Linked DNA regions of Mus musculus: region 1 is linked to region 2. The links are chromatin contacts, called in public Hi-C maps. All regions are on one chromosome and are shown on one strand. Each heading gives the region's core, a stretch centred on a gene start, on an enhancer-like site or on the middle of the called end of the contact. The rest is flanking DNA. Distances are from core to core; before and after follow the strand shown.

Region 1 (3,407 bases), core at 831-3,330, 58 kb before region 2:
CCATCATAAGTCCCCTCTCTAGGTCCTGCACTCTTCCATAAACAAATGGACACTGGAGAGTAACGCTGTCCTTGAACACAACTCTCCTTATAATTTCCTTTGTCAAAAAGACCTTGATGTGATTGTAGTTGCAACCAAAGAGGGAGCTAGAGAAATTCACAGAGCAGACATCAGCATCCCCGTGACAATATGCAGAGAACAAGTGCTTGCATGGAATGGGCCACTGCACACACAGTGATATGGCCACACAACAGTAACCCAAAGGTACTAGAATATAATCTGTGCTATCTGAGTGTGGAGATGTATGCCTGTAAACCTAGCACTCAAGAGGTTGAGGTAGGAGAACCAAGAGTCCAAATTAATCCTTGGCTATGTGGCAAGGTTCAGAACAGCCAAGGGGTGTGTGGGATTCTGTCCCAAAACCAAACAGAAAAGTCTTGGTAACATATAATCTTCTATGAACATGGGCTGTTCACTGTTTAGATATTGGATGGAAACTAAAGACTGATTCCAGAAATGAAGCCCCACAGTGGTTGTTTCAGAACAGCGAGGTTTTAGGGAATTTCATTCTCCTTTTTTGTTCTGTTCTGAATTTTTTAATGTTACCTATAAACACACATCACCATTAAAATAAAATTAAATCTCTCTCTTGCTTTCTCTCTCTGTCTCTCTGTCTCTGTCTCTGTGTGCCTCTGTGTGTTGCATTCATGTGTGCATGTATGTGTGTATATGTGTGTGCATATGTGTGTGTGTGTGTGTGTGTGAGCGCACACGGGCATGCTTGTAGGTTTGTATGTGCATTTCTTTGGAACAGGAAGTTAACACTAGCATTGTTCTGCACGAGCTTTAGACCCAGTCCTTTTGAACCACGTTATCTCACTGGGGCCTAGAGCTTGCTCAGGGGTCTGGGTTGGGTGACCAGGCTCCCAAAGCTGCTCGTGTCTCTGTCTTCCCTGATGCTGGGATTACACCAGCCCCCCCCCCCAGCCAGCTTTGCATGTGGGTGATGATGATGGGAACTGGTCCTTGTGTTTGTGTGATGATGCTCAATGGACAGAGCTTCCTCCCAAGAGCTATATGGTCTTAAATCCTAACAGTTCTTTGAGGCTCAGCTTGACCTGCTCAGAATGCGTTCTGTACATTTCCCTGCAGGATCCTCTCCATCTGCTTTTAACTTGTTTGCAGAATGTTCCCCTCTTAGCACGCATGTCATGCATGGGCTTGAATTAGACCCATCAGGATAGTGTGACTTTTACTCCATGCCACCCTTGCTCTGTACTTAGAATGCATCCCATCATCTTTGTGTTTCCTGTGAGGAGCCACCAAATGCCCCCTCCAGAGTGGCAGGAGGTTTAGCTGGCATGTGTCTCTCCAGGTGGTCCATACAATGTGTGTTCAGATTAAGGGTATTGAAATCTCAAGAGATTGATTTGCCAAGGAAAGCACTTCCTCCAGTCAATTTAACACTTGTTTACTGAACTAGCCTACTTGGTGAGTTTCAGGCCAATGAAAGATTTTGTCTAAAAATCAATGTGGAGGATGCCTAAGAAATATCAGACAAGGCTGTCTTTCTGGCCTGTGTACATAACCAGATAGCCTAGGATGGCAGTGTCCCATAGAACTTTTCTCAGTAGCTCAGCCACACATAGAGAGCCAACCACACATCCTATTCTGTTATTCATCTTTCCCTGGAAACACTACATGGGTCTTCCCCTCTCTGAACAACTCACTTTTCAGAAGTAGGGGCAGCTAGCACTGGCCTAATGCTCAGGGCTGGGCTCACACCGGTCTGAGGCTATGTCAGCGCAGGCCTATAAATCACTCTCAGTTCTTGCCTCTTTCCTGTTGTGCTGACAGCATCAGGAAGCTGCTGTGCGGGCTATAGCCCACACTAACAACTGGCAGATAGCGCTGAGCTGAAGGAAGAAACATGTCGAAAGCCCCATTCAAGGCAAGTTGTTAGCAAGTGTGAACAATGCTCAGAATAACAGGGCTTTTCCCAGAGGCCCCCTGCAAGAGCCTGGCTGCTCACATCTGTCCCAGGCCACCAGAGTCTTATCTTGCCGGTACCATGTGCTCCCACTTATCTGCCGGCAGCCGGACCCCACTGATGTCAGCACACAGGCCAGCTTGCAGCGCTGGCCACCTAATGAAGATCAGGTGGTGGGAACGATGCGTTCTCTCTTTCGCTTGCTCTCAGATGGTTCGTGTGTTTCGACAGCAGACGGGAAAGTGTATTTCTAAGACCATGGTGTGCATGTTCATACTCAGAGGCTGAGTCTTCTCACAGCCTTGTCAGGGCTTGTTTGTAGCTGTTATCGATGTCGAGTTACCAAGGGTCCCCTGAGTGTCAGAATCTTGAATTATCCAAATAAGTCCCTCCCAAAGGTCTTCCTCTCAGTACTCTGAGAACCCTTTGTGCTTTTGATCAAACTGTAGATGGTGACGGAGCTGGCATTGCGGGACCAGGCATAATTGAACTTGTAGAATTAGGTAGAAGGACTGGTGTTGACCTCAGGAAACTGCTCACTATGCATATACATACACACATATAGACACATGGAGACACACACAAACTACACACATATACACAAATGGAGACCCACACAAACATATGCACAAACATAAATACACACTTTACTGTTAGCATTTGCATACAGAGTCTCTCTCTCTCTCTCTCTCTCTCACACACACACACACAAATACACACGATGGAAAGACATGTTTAGAAAGATAGAAGGCCAGGTACCATGTGTAATGACATTGTTCTCACCATGAAGCCACAAATGACGGGGTTTGTACTGAGCATCTCCTAGTAATAGGATCATGACCTTGACCCAGAGCTACCCCTACACAAAATCAGTCAAGTGTGTGTAACTTAATGGTGGCCAGCATCTAGAGCGTATGAGGAAGTATGGGTTCAAAGGAAGATCCCCTCTCTCTTAAGATGTTGCTGCATAAGCAATTTTGAACCTTGGCAACTTAAGAGCTCTACCATCAAAGGCCTAGAGAGAGATGACGCCCATTGGTGACCAGTTATCTCTGTTGTGCATAGCTCCTGGGCTAATTTTTATATTGCTCATGTGCATACTTGTACTCCTCACTTAAAATCAGGCTCAATGGGTTCAGGTCAATAGAGAAACATTCTTCACTGTGCCCAAAACATATAATATGGAGCTCAGGACATTATAGATGGCTGATGTCCATTGAGCATACGGTGACAACTACCACCCAGTATTCCTCTTCCTGATTATTCTCAGAACAGAATTTGATTTTCTATTTCAGATTGAAATGCAGTTTCCTGGAGATCATGCACATTGTGTGAATATAGTGTGCAAATGATATTAATCAAATAATAGTAAGAAATGGATAATATTCCATACAATGATAATGAACTTTGTTAGAAA
Region 2 (3,214 bases), core at 675-3,174:
GGCATGAGGACGCTTAAGGCTAAAAGCATCTGGGAATTTCTGAAGTGAAATGACTACAGGATTAATCGGAGTGGACACTTAAGTGTCTCGATTTTGGGAAGTGAGTCACCTTCAAGAAGCCAGCTGCAGCTACAGGCTTGGATCCTGGGATCTCTCCAAGGCAGAGCAGGGGTAGAAGATAACACAACCTGGCTGGAGATCCTACTAGGGGATGGGGGCAGGGGTGGAATTTGTTTAAAAGCAACAGCACAGAGACTTGAATAATGGGGATTATATTAACAAGGGATTTGAATAATGGGGATTATATTAACAAGGGATTTGAATTGAGAGGCAACGTGAAGCGCACGTTGTGTTTAGATATTAATAAGCTTCATAAAAGACGGGCAGCCACTGTTTTTCAAGTGTGAGCCAAGTGTGGGTATTGGCTGCTAACTGCTCAGAGAGGCTGGGAGAAAGAAATGCCTAGGTTTCTAATTCCTGCCTAGGTTAAAATAGGATTAAGTAAAAATGGAGTCTGGTCCTTTGGAAAGACCTGTATCATTAATACCCTGGGTCTCTACTGTGTGTGCAAAATTATCTCCATGAAAACCAAATGAGAGTTCCCTCTGGGGCTCAGACTTAGAGAAGTACCTTGCATGCCTGGAATTTGGGACCCAGGGCTGGCACTTGGAGCTACGCTGCTCAAGGCCCAGCCTCTCATCGGGCATCACCTCGAAATGGAGGGAAACTGAACAGAGGAAAAGGAAGACCCAAGTAAGGAAAGGAAGGCCAGGCCCTGCCTGGGGATCCCAGGAAGACTAAGGCTTCACTTCTCAGCAAGTAAAACAGATAGAACGAAGAGGTCAATAGGTGGAGGTGAACAGAAGAGCTCACACCCACAGAATCATCTTGTCTTTATTGTCTGTCCCCTGACCATGTGACTTCTGGAGGCTGAAGGGCTGTGTAATATCCCCCTCCGGGGGCTGGCCAGGAGGAGGCAGGATCTTGGGTAGTCACAAGTTACTCTTCATGGATTCAAAGAGTAATTATCCCTAGCAGGGTGACTTGGCCCATTTCTTTGAGTGGAGCTCGGAAAGGCTACCAGTAGGCTTTATTGGTACAAACAATGAACAGATAGCTGCCCACAGGCCACAGCTCTGCTGAGTGAGGAAATTCTCCTCCTTTGCTCTCCACAAAACTTCCTAATGCAAGCGAGCGTGGGAACTGGTGCCAGTGTGAAGAGAACGCCACTGTTTCCTCTACTTACCAAGAGATGTCCATGCTAAGCCTATCCGCCAAGGGGAAAGCCAAGGACAACATCATTTGGGTTTTGATCAAAGTGGTCTTTTCATCCCACAATTAAAACGTGTCATACTGTTCCCAAGCTTTGAGATGTCAGTAGGTTGCCAGCCTAGCCCTCCCAGGATCAGCCACTCACGGAAAAGGGCTCTTGGTCTTCTTTTCTAACTTTTCTGTCTCACTTGCTTTCACCAAGAACCCAGCTCTCCCGAGCTGGTGCCCAGCATTTAAGTGATGAGAGCCGCATCCGGGCTCAGCAGCAAGTTGGTGCCAACGTTGAATTGCTGTTGAATAAACAGCAAGGCAATCTTTATCTAAATAATCAGTTGTTCCTCAAACCACAAATAACAACAGGATCTGAAAGCCACCAAATCCGCACAGGACAGAGAGAGCAAGAAAAGACTGAGGCAGGGGATTTCTGTTTGCTTGTTTGTTGTGCTTTTTTTTCTCTTACAGCCCCTCTCTGCTAAGCTCTGCTCAACTGTTTCCTTACACAGCCTGGGGGAGGGCAGGTGGAGGGCAGGAAGGGCATAGCTCAGAAAGTTTAAAAAAAAAAAATTGACATCACTTAAGTCACGTGATTGGCAAGAGCCAATGGCGGTGGGCTGTGGAAAGGGGAACAGTTAAATTTGTAATTTGGGTTGTGTGAAAACTTCTTTGGACCTCATAAACAACCACAGAACCACAAGTTGGGTAGCCTGGCAGTGTCAGAAGTGTAAGCCCAGCACAGTGGTCAGCAGGCAGGACGAATCACACTGAATGCAAACCACAGGCTTTCGCAGAGCGGTGAGCAGTTCAACCCACAGCATAGGCGGTGCTTTCGTCTTTTTTTTTTCCTTTTTTTAATCTTTAACAATTTGAATATTTGTTTCTGCAATAATTCTTTCCCCCACCCCCACCCCATAGGACCCATGGAGTACCAGAAGTGTTAGGGTTGGGGGTAGAAAGAGACGTGGGGAGCCATGGTGGGAGGTGAGGTCAGAGTAAGTGACATTTCTTGGTTTTTGCTCTGAAGGTGAAAGAAATTATAGAATCCCCCGCCTTCAGGAGAGGTGCGTTTTCGAAAGGAAACGATGGCTTCAGACAGCATTTTTGAGTCATTTCCTTCATATCCACAGTGCTTCATGAGAGGTGAGTACGCTGGTCTTTTTTATATCTGATTTTGCTCAGCTTTGCGCAGACTAAGATGGCAGCCCGTGGACCCTCCGGTGCCTGCCTGAAGTCCCTGCCTGCTTGTGGGGGGAGGAATTCAAACAGAGGCTGTTGACTCTGAGACCACGAGATTATTATTTGTCAGACGCCGTGCTGCGGGGATGTTTTAATAAATGCTTAGGCTGTTGAAATATTTGGTCGCTGGGTGAAAGTTGTGTCAAGTGCTCTGAGCCGCTCTCAGTTAAAGTCCCAGAGATTAGAAGGCTGGCGCGGAGGACACTCTTTGGGTTTTATCTGGCTGTGCCTTGCTCTGAATGATTCGCTTGCACTTACTCTGATGGCAGCAAGCTGTCTGGCCCTGGTTCTGAGTTTGGCTTGCCCCTGGGTTTAGCAGGCTCAGTACTTAGCTGGCCGGAAGAGCCGGTGCCAGCAGAGTGGTCTCCGAGAGGCAGCTCACAGGTATACCTTGGATCAGTGCGGAGATTTCAGGGCCAAAGTGGCAAGTCCACAGAGGGCAGGATTTGGGCAGACTCGTTCTGGGAAAAGCCATCAGAAGATGCTGTGTTGTGCTGTGGTTTTTCTTTCAGCCTCAATTGAAAGAGGCAGCCGGCATTGCTCAAGACAGAAAGCCAGCAAGTTGTGGTACACAGTCTCTCTCAGAAAGAACTATGAAGCCATTTCCTAAGTCCACGCACTGTCACAGCAGAAATTACTAGATTACAGACTTATGGGTTGGCACCACGTAGGTCCCTGAACCTTCCTGCATTTTTTACAGCGGCCTTAT

What was found. A called contact is a pair of places that touch in the nucleus more often than the background predicts.
Region 1: a Hi-C map of the HPC-7 cell line shows a contact between it and region 2, with 4 times the contacts expected there. The contact joins the enhancer-like site here to the promoter of Runx1 in region 2. A contact is called at or near these places in 2 of 39 promoter capture datasets (the HPC-7 cell line and pre-B cells), 1 of 15 datasets of contacts at CTCF or cohesin (the G1E-ER4 cell line), 17 of 484 Hi-C or Micro-C datasets (the C2C12 cell line, CD4 T cells, CD8 T cells and 11 more), 1 of 115 datasets of contacts at active chromatin or transcription factors (the HPC-7 cell line) and 2 of 9 other capture datasets (adipose tissue and liver).

The regions. Positions count from the first base shown.
Region 1 is chr16:92,882,609-92,886,015 of GRCm38.p6, reverse strand. No RefSeq gene overlaps it. Among named protein-coding and RNA genes, the nearest start is that of Runx1, 58 kb to the right of the region's middle. Within about 2 kb of position 2,080, at least 61 of the 459 cell types and tissues checked have an H3K27ac peak or open chromatin away from gene starts, as enhancers often do. A contact at or near this core is called in the G1E-ER4 cell line, the HPC-7 cell line, pre-megakaryocyte-erythroid progenitors and 1 more, where this site is marked.
Region 2 is chr16:92,824,784-92,827,997 of GRCm38.p6, reverse strand. Runx1 (runt related transcription factor 1) reads left to right here and starts at 1,924. Exons shown (of 8, transcript NM_001111021.2): 1 at 1,924-2,064; 2 at 2,294-2,409. The coding sequence starts at 2,352.